2 separate regions of the Mus musculus genome follow, and region 1 is linked to region 2. A link is a contact called in public Hi-C data. All regions are on one chromosome and are shown on one strand. The core of a region is the stretch at or near the end of the contact, and the rest is flanking DNA. Distances in the headings are between cores, read along the strand shown. Region 1 overlaps Gm3331 (a long non-coding RNA gene). Region 2 overlaps Ets1 (E26 avian leukemia oncogene 1, 5' domain).

Region 1 (4,168 bases), core at 65-2,564, 160 kb before region 2:
AAACAGACAGGCAGCAACATTTGAGCTGTATTAAGAAGGAAAATAACTAGCTTTCTATGAAATCCAAACTTTGGTTTTGGCCAAGCCATAGCCTATAAGAAAATATAGATTTTTTTCCCTACGTGACCCAAAATAATTAATAAATTAACAATCATGTTTTCTACCTCTAGTCCTTGTTTTTATCTTCCTCCCAAAATGTCTTATTATATGTACATGTGCAAGTGCAGTCTCTCTCTCTCTCTCTCTCTCTCTCTCTCTCTCTCTCTCTCTCTCTCTCTCCTTGATAGTATTTACTAGCCTTGTGTATAATGTTCTTTGGCTGTATTAAGAGGTAAGTTTCCCAAGGATAGATGTCAGCACGCATCTCTGATCCAACTGTAAACTGCAGTGTCAGGCAGCTTCAGGCACAAGTATACACTTAATAAATATTTGGTCTGTGGGGGGAATGAGATCAATGGGTGGGATGTGGCATTGTATATGTAAAGCTTTCGCTTGGGCATCTTAGAATTGTACTCACAACTTTATCCCCAAATATACAGAAAACGTGGGAGGATGGGATGACTCTTTGTCTAAGTTCAAAGGCATATGAAGAAAAATAAGATATACTGAGTTTCTACTGAATACTTCTATTTTATCTATATACAGTTCATTTTATTTACCTTCTCAGGTAAATAAAAAAAAAGATACTGAAATATATTTATTTTACCTGAAGTAAATACATATCATATACTCTTCAAGAAAACCTAGGCTCAGAAAGGTGTGTTTACATCAAGAGACACACAGCTGCCATGTGTGCAAGGTTTCAGCACCTTCGATGGCTCAGACTCTGACCTTTCCTCTAATATGTCCTGGGAATCTGAGTCCCCTTTCATTTTACTAAAATGAAATTCCAAAAGTTCTCTGTTAAAATGAAAGGTTTTCCCTCCATTCATAAGGAGAGAGAGCAAGAGAGAGTGAGAGAGAGAGAGAGAAGAGAAGAGAAAACTTCCTCTGACCAATGGAAAAATAATCCAAAGCTCTGCTTCCTGGCAAAGGGCCTAATAGTGTGGGCCAGGCTGTGAAATAGAAGGAGACAGATTCTCATGGAAAGCAACCTCTCCACCCACTCATATTTGTGTTTCTCTGAGGTTAACCCAGGGCCCCGCCACTGCCTCCTGCACATCACTTTGGTGACTGTTCCCACCGTCAGCACACAGATAGTGGAGGGTGGAGGCATTGGAATCTTATCTCCCCTATTAAAAGATAAAGCCCCCAACTCAACCCTTATCAATATAAGCTTCATGCACACCAGTCAGGGCTTACAAGGGAAGCAGACAGCATGTTTCTGATCATGGTTCAAGTGGGATCCAGGCAGCATTTGCCTAGCCAGCATGGCCTTGAGAGAGGTAATTAAAACCAGAGCTGTCTGCTTTGTTTTGATATTAGCCAGACCTTCTTTTGAGGAAATATATGGTAATAAACTGGATGAAATGGTGGGGTAAAAAAAAATGAAATTAACATCCTCTTTCAAAGTGAACCAAATGCTTTGTGGAACTCCTTGTTTCTCTTCTTCATAGATGGTTTACAACCAATGTGTGATCCCAGTCCATTGTTGCTAGTCTCTGGTTCATTAATTCATTCATTCATTCACTCACTCATTCATCAAGCAGTTTTAGAATGCCTGCCAAAAAAACATCCTGCATTAAGCACTGAAATATAAACCCAAAGGAAACAGAATCCCTTTTCCTGAGAGACAAAGGGAGCAAGGGAGAATTGTTCTGGACAGAGAATAGGCTACCCCTCAAGATTCCGCTCACACCAAGGGGATCCTTCTCTGTGCATGCACAATTTGTTCTACAATCACCTTAGCAACTCACGACCTCCTAAATTGTCCACCCTTTCTCTTGCCAACAAGGATTATCTTTACTTTCTGCTTTTGATAGAAGTCTGCTATTCTGCCATCTCCTCCTATTCAGCTCTTACCCATCCTTTGAGACTCCCAGGCATCAATTAACTCAAAAGCCAACAATCGTATCTGCCCTCTATGACTGATCTGCTACCACATCCCAGTGGATCCCTCAGTTCCAAAGATTTTATATTACCTGTCAATTTTCTGTACATTTTTCCTTCTCTTCTGCTACATCAAGAAAGCTAAGGATGGAATAGGATATGTTACAATTGTTTTGAAGCCTAGGGCAATATACAACATAGTGGGTATTCAGCAAATATAAGGGAAAAGGCTTATTTTTGTGCAAGGTATAACAGATAGAGTTGAGGGGGAGGTATGCTCAGGAAAAGAGGAATAGAAAATGCTAGAGAAGTCTTCATAGGAAAGATTACTGATCTGAATCTTGAAGAATTAGCATTAAAAATTAGTTTTCTCCAACAGAGTCTCACCGAAGACACAAATCACTTTAAGGGTAGGCCATGTGTCCAGAAGAAGATGGACAACACAAAACAAAATCAACAGTATCTTTACCAATACTTTGTCTCAAATATTGTGTCAAGACTTTCTTTTCCTAACCTTACATGTTTGTTAAGTATATGTCATGGTTTCCAGCTTTGAGATTTCATGGGGTTCATATGTGTGTGAACAAATGTGTCTCTGTGTTTATGTTTCTCATGGTTTTCCTTTGGCTCTCTTTCTTCTTTTAGTTTATTTAGTCCTAATCTGACCTGCTTGTTTTTGTTTTATCTAATTTTATTATTATTCCTTAGATGCCTGTTTATTTTCTAAAGAGAGACAGAAAGGGTGTGGATCCAGAAGCAAGAGGATGTGGGAAGGAATGATGGAGGAGTTAGGAGATGGGCAACCATAATCAGACTATATTGTATGAGGAACAAATCTATTTTCAATAAAAGAAAATTAGATGGAAAAATAAGTAAATTTAAAGTATGAGCAAAAGAGGTCAGAAAGTGTTTGGGTGCCATTTCTGGCCATATTCTGAGGTTGGTGCTTCTATAAACCTTTATCAGAGATGCTCTGTTTCACAGGGGCCAGTGGTTAATACAGAAACTCAAAAATTCACAAAGCATGGAGAATTAATGACTGTGGAATCCTTGCTCTAAATGGAGCATCTCTATCCCACTCTCCCACCGCAAGACTCAGAGAACAGTGTAGAAGAGACAATTGAAAGACTATAAAAGCCAGAGGTTGGGGAGACCTGCTACAAAACTGTCTTCAGGGCATTATACCATTGCATCTACCATGCATGTGGGAGGAACTTATGAAGACCCACCCCTCGCTGAAGAGCTTACTAGGCCCCACCCCTCACTGAAGAGCTTATTAGGCCCCAACCCTTCATTGAAGAGCTTTCTTGGCTCCACCCCTCACTGAAGAGCTTACTAGACCCATCACTCACTGAAAAGCTTACTAGGACCCACCCCAAAATGAAGAGCTATGAGCTTAAAAGAAAGAGAGAGAGGAAAATAAAAGAGGGATAGTTGAGAAAAAAGGTTGTCAGAGAAGAGGCAGAGACAGAGATGTAATAAGAGATGAAAATGTCCCAAACTCAATATACACACAAAGGAGGTTGTCAAAGAATAAAATAAAAATGTAATACACACTATTATCTGGATTAACAGCCAGTAAAGATTATTTCTGGCTATGCCTGTGCTATTAATTCTGTGTATAAAGAGTGCTTCTGGGAAAGATTGGTATGTGATTCACTAGCCTGAAGAATATCCACCCTCACCAGTGAATCCAAGAATCATCTCAACCATGGAGGGCTTCCATAGAACGAAAAGGCAAAGGAAAGACCAAGCACTCTGAATCACTCTGAAGTACTCAGTTTGCCCTGTGCATGGAAGTCAGAATCCCAGATGTTCAGGCCTTTGGACATTGAGACTTAACTAGGGGCTCCCACTCTTATTTCTATCCAAAGTCTCAGGACTTTGGGCCAGACAAGCATTACAGGTCTCTAGTGTGCCCAGGGAAGATGGTAGTGCACATTTCGTTTTATAAACCCGGCTTATTGATCTCCACATTTCCCATTGCCTTTCTTGCTTTGGAGATGTCTGAGTCATAAATACACAAGTCATCAAGTGGTTAAACATCAAAAGATGAGAATAAAGCAGATCATATGGAGTTAACCAAGGGCTTTGGATACAAATAGGAATTTGAGTTTATCTGATGGGTATGTGAGAAAGGAAGTATTATTTACTTATTTCCTCTCACTGGAAGTACCTG
Region 2 (4,235 bases), core at 206-2,705:
TTCCAGATTTAAATACAGTCTCTGGGGATCAGCCACAGCAGTGGAAAGGGATTTGGAGGAAGGAAGTTGACAACAGTGAATTCATTGCTGTTAAACAAGATATGCTGGTGTGCTCTCCCTATCTGCTTCTGCGGGGCACAATGGAACCTTTCCCCTTACTGTAGGAGATCCTAACTTCTCTGGAGTCCCAGATCATGCTGAGAAGCAGGGGAAAGCAAAATTCTTGTATGTATTATTTTTGGCAAGATCATTTCTGACGAAGAAGAAGAAGAAGAAGAAGAAGAAGAAGAAGAAGAAGAAGAAGAAGAAGAAGAAGAAGAAGAAGAAGAAGAAGAAAAGAAGAAGAGGAGGAGGAGGAGGAGGAAGAAGAAGAAGAAGAAGAAGAAGAAGAAGAAGAAGAAGAAGAAGAAGAAGAAGAAGAAGAAGAAGAAGAAGAAGAAGAAGAAGAAGAAGAAAATCTGTGACAATTAGCAGATTTAAGACTTGGTAGAAGGTCTTCAGGGTTGGTGATGTACAAGCAGGAGACCCAATAAAAGACACAGGCAGTTAGGACCTGGTTCTATCGCTGTTTAAATCACTGGTGTTTCTGCTTTCCCACTACCTCTTGACAAGGTCTTCAAGAAAGGAATTCCAACTTGCAAAGCAGTTTGCTTGCTTTGGAGGCTGAGGTTTAAATGCCACCTGAAAGGGTGAATAGAGTTTGTGGAAATCTGTTTTATTAAGAAGCAAGAGTCTTCAAAGGCCATAGGTAAGGCTTAATAGGATGCTCAGGAATAGGAAGCCCATCCATATTAAAAAACAAAAAACAAACAAACAAAAAACCACAGTGATGCAGAGAAGAGAGAGCCAGCCCTCCAGACAGTGAGATAGGGCAGGGTCTGAACTGAAAGGCAGAGGCTATGCACAGGGGCGAGTTCTGAGGGCCAAAGGCTGCCCAGGGAGAGGTGATCTCTCCCATAGTGCAATTAGGCCTCCTGTTTGACCCCTGACTTTTGCCCCACAGGATATTTATGGTCTCTGGACAGGCAGCTAGGGGGCAAATGAAGGGATATAGACTCTGAAGGCCCTTAGTAGGGAAAGAACTAGAAGGAGAGAACTGAGGTGGAGGGGGGGGCAGGGATGGAGAGAAGGTAGGAGAAGGGAGACAAGGAGAGAGGGAGGGAGGGACAGCAGGCAAACAAGCTGGCTTTCCTAACAGCAAGGACTCTCCTGGCAGGGAGTGGTGCCCTTGCTTACACCCCACCTATCTAGAACTCCCATTAGCCTCTTGCAATCTAAATCTAAGTTCAGAATCTCATCTGTTTCTTAAGCAGATGTGCCACCACAAACCAAGGGGACAGCAGGCAGGTCAGGCAGGCCAGGCCTCTCCCCTCCCAGAGTCAGCAGTGGCAGCTGCCCAAGGTGGGGCCTGGATACCCCACTTCGGGGCGGGCCGCTGGGGCGCTGCTTGGCTGGCAGTGCCGGGGTTAACCCGGCAGCCCTGCGGAGCAAAGATTTCTGTTTTATTTCAGCGGGGGAAGTGTGTGCTGCCTGATTAGCTGGATGGTTTCCTCTTTTCCCATAACCTCCAGACCCCCACGGCCCAAGTGTTTACTCTCTGAAATAAAAAATCTGCTGGTGTTTTTCTTTTTGTGTGCTCGTGTATTTTGGGAGGATTGCAGAGGAGGAAGGCGGGGTCGGGGTGAGGGACCAGCCTGGGGGAAGGGAGGGCGCAGCCTCCAGCTGCAGAAGCTGCAGCTCAAGAAAGCAACTTCTTAACGAGGGAGCTGGTCTCTTGCTCTGGCAGCTATAAACACACTGAACATCTGGAGGCCAAGAGTCTCTCCCGGCCAGACGTGAGCACCACAGGCTGTCCCTGCCCGGCCGTCCCCACCCCCTCGGCTCTCACACCCCCTCTCAACTCAGATCAGCCCCAGCCCTCTCACATCATCCACCCACCCGACCATTTCCATTCACAGAGATCCGCAGCGCCCGCTAGCAGCCGGCCCGCGGGAGCTGAGAGGAGACGAGCAGGCGACGCCAGCCAGCAGTGGCCACCCCGCCCCCGCCCCTGTTCCAGAAGAGGGGTCAAACTGCTAGAATCCAATAAGAACTTGGTGCCCCGGGGACCTTTTCCCAACTCGGACTAAATATTTGCGGTTTGAAGAAGTTAAGAGAACTCCCCCGCCCCTCCAGAGCCCCCTGAGAGTTCCAGTGCAATGCTGTTACTTCCTTGGCTTTTTTGAGAAACAAGGAATTTATCTATCAGGTGGTCAGGCCAACAGAAGGCTTGCATGCTAATTGTCACTCTGCTCGCCCTGCTGAGATGAGACGCTCTTTCTGCACCTGGGTCTCCTTCCTTTCCCAGCACCGAGGAAAGGATTCATTCTCTCACACACAGCCAGCCAAAGTCCTGACTTTTCCTTAGCATAGCTCCAGTGAGCCCCAATCCCAGAATGCCCTGGGTACTTCTTCTCAGGTACCCCTCTCTTTTTACTGGTGAAACGAGTTATAGTGGGGACAATGTTGGCAGATGTAATATATGTGTTATATATGATAGAAAAAGAGGAGAAGGAGAGGGCACGGGGGGGGGGGCGGGGGTGGAAAAAAAGGAGGAAAGAGAGAGCCTGAGGGTAGGATGTGCCTTGGGCAATGAGAAAGTAGTCAAAGCTTTTTAGGTCAGAGTCAGACACCTTCTTTCTCTGGCTCCTTTAACTTCATCGTTGAACTATGGTTCATAGGAAGGGTGGCATTTATTGTCCATTGACCAAGGCCTTTCATGTCTTAAATTATGAAACCAGCATAAGAACTCAAAAATAAGGTTAAGGACCTGTCTGTTGAAGATTAGAAACCCAAGAAATGTATTAAAAACTCCAGGACATGATGCTGTGTTCTTGCTCTCTCTACCAAACCAATTTAAACCCTTGAACTAGACCCAGTTCTATTTAGAGTCATACCCTCACACAAAGAATCTGAATGTTAAGGACCACACATTCAAAGGTTTCAAGGAGGCAGAAGGTGGGAGTCTAAGAGAGGAGGCAGTAAACCCTGGCCAATAGGAACCAGCCACCCACAGCTGGCCAGGAATCCACTTTCCCTTGCAGAGGAAGGCTCAGGCACACAGATACCTTGATATAAAAAACAAAACAAAAAACAAAAACCCACAGAGTAAATGCAAACAAACATGGAGGAGCAGTGAGTGGATTTGGGGCTAGCCTCACCTATGACCTTTTATTCCAGTATGTACTTAAAGCCCCTCAGAGATGTGATGGGGAAGGTGTGTGAAAAGATCGTCCCTGGACACCTTCCTCTAGGGACCCAAGAAGGGCAGTTAGACCTGGTCTTTTGGGAAAGATGAACTTTGAGACAAGACTATAGCTAGCTCTTTCTGAGATAGCACAGCTGCCAAACCAGGATCAGAGGAACCCAAGCTGCCCATCTCCCTTAGTGGTCAGACCCTATTTACAGAAAGACAATTCTCTCCTATTAGGCTACATAGCCTTTTCCAGACCAGTCAGGGCTACATAGAGACTGTCTGAAAAATAAGTAAATACTTAAATAATAGTAATAACAACAACAACAACAATAAAAACAAATTAGTTGTAAGGAACTGCCTTGTCAAAGTTTAGACTGTGCCACATTGAGTTGGAAAATCAAGAACATCCAATAAAATGTTGAGAATGGGGGCCCCTGAAAGGCTCCTCATGTACCTCACTATAGGCTACCATAGCCTTCTCTGGCAGAAAGAGCCGAGCATTCTATCTGGGACAGATTAGTCCAATATTGTAATATCCAATGTCATCAGTGGTACTCACAGACTCAGGGGCTTAGAATTGTTTTGAAGAACAAAGAACCTCTAAAAAAAAAAAAGAGTGTCCTAGAAAAAGAAAAATGTGTCCTGAGACAGAACAGAAATGTGCAGCAGATGGAGTTTGAAGCGCTGGTTTTAAGCCCTGTGGCCATCAGACACAGTCAGCTGAAAGAACAAACCTGCTGTGAGCATAAACATTCCAGGCCAGGTGAGTCTCTCTTGAAGTCTTGCTGGCATGTCTTCAACACTCTCAACACTTGAAAAGCCAAACTGGAGACTCTTGCTTTCCTGCTGAAACATCCCACCTGCCTGCCTGTCAATGCCCTTTCCAAACACTGCCCAGGTTTGATCCCTCCCAGCCGCTGGGCCAGATGACAAAGCCCCAGGAGAGACCATGAACCTGGCCTCTCAACATGTCTCCCACATGAACTTCTAAAGTTTATTT

The links. A called contact is a pair of places that touch in the nucleus more often than the background predicts.
Region 1: a contact with region 2 is called in a Hi-C map of the N1E-115 cell line, with 7 times the contacts expected there. The contact joins two enhancer-like sites. A contact is called at or near these places in 5 of 484 Hi-C or Micro-C datasets (the N1E-115 cell line and uterus) and 3 of 115 datasets of contacts at active chromatin or transcription factors (cardiomyocytes, fibro-adipogenic progenitors and heart atrium).

What each region holds. Positions count from the first base shown.
Region 1 is chr9:32,827,642-32,831,809 of GRCm38.p6, reverse strand. The region is part of intron 2 of Gm3331 (a long non-coding RNA gene); the gene reads right to left. Among named protein-coding and RNA genes, the nearest start is that of Gm3331, 47 kb to the right of the region's middle. Within about 2 kb of position 1,314, at least 12 of the 459 cell types and tissues checked have an H3K27ac peak or open chromatin away from gene starts, as enhancers often do. A contact at or near this core is called in the N1E-115 cell line and uterus, where this site is marked.
Region 2 is chr9:32,669,936-32,674,170 of GRCm38.p6, reverse strand. The region is part of intron 3 of Ets1 (E26 avian leukemia oncogene 1, 5' domain); the gene reads right to left. Among named protein-coding and RNA genes, the nearest start is that of Ets1, 36 kb to the right of the region's middle. Within about 2 kb of position 1,455, at least 187 of the 459 cell types and tissues checked have an H3K27ac peak or open chromatin away from gene starts, as enhancers often do. A contact at or near this core is called in the N1E-115 cell line and uterus, where this site is marked.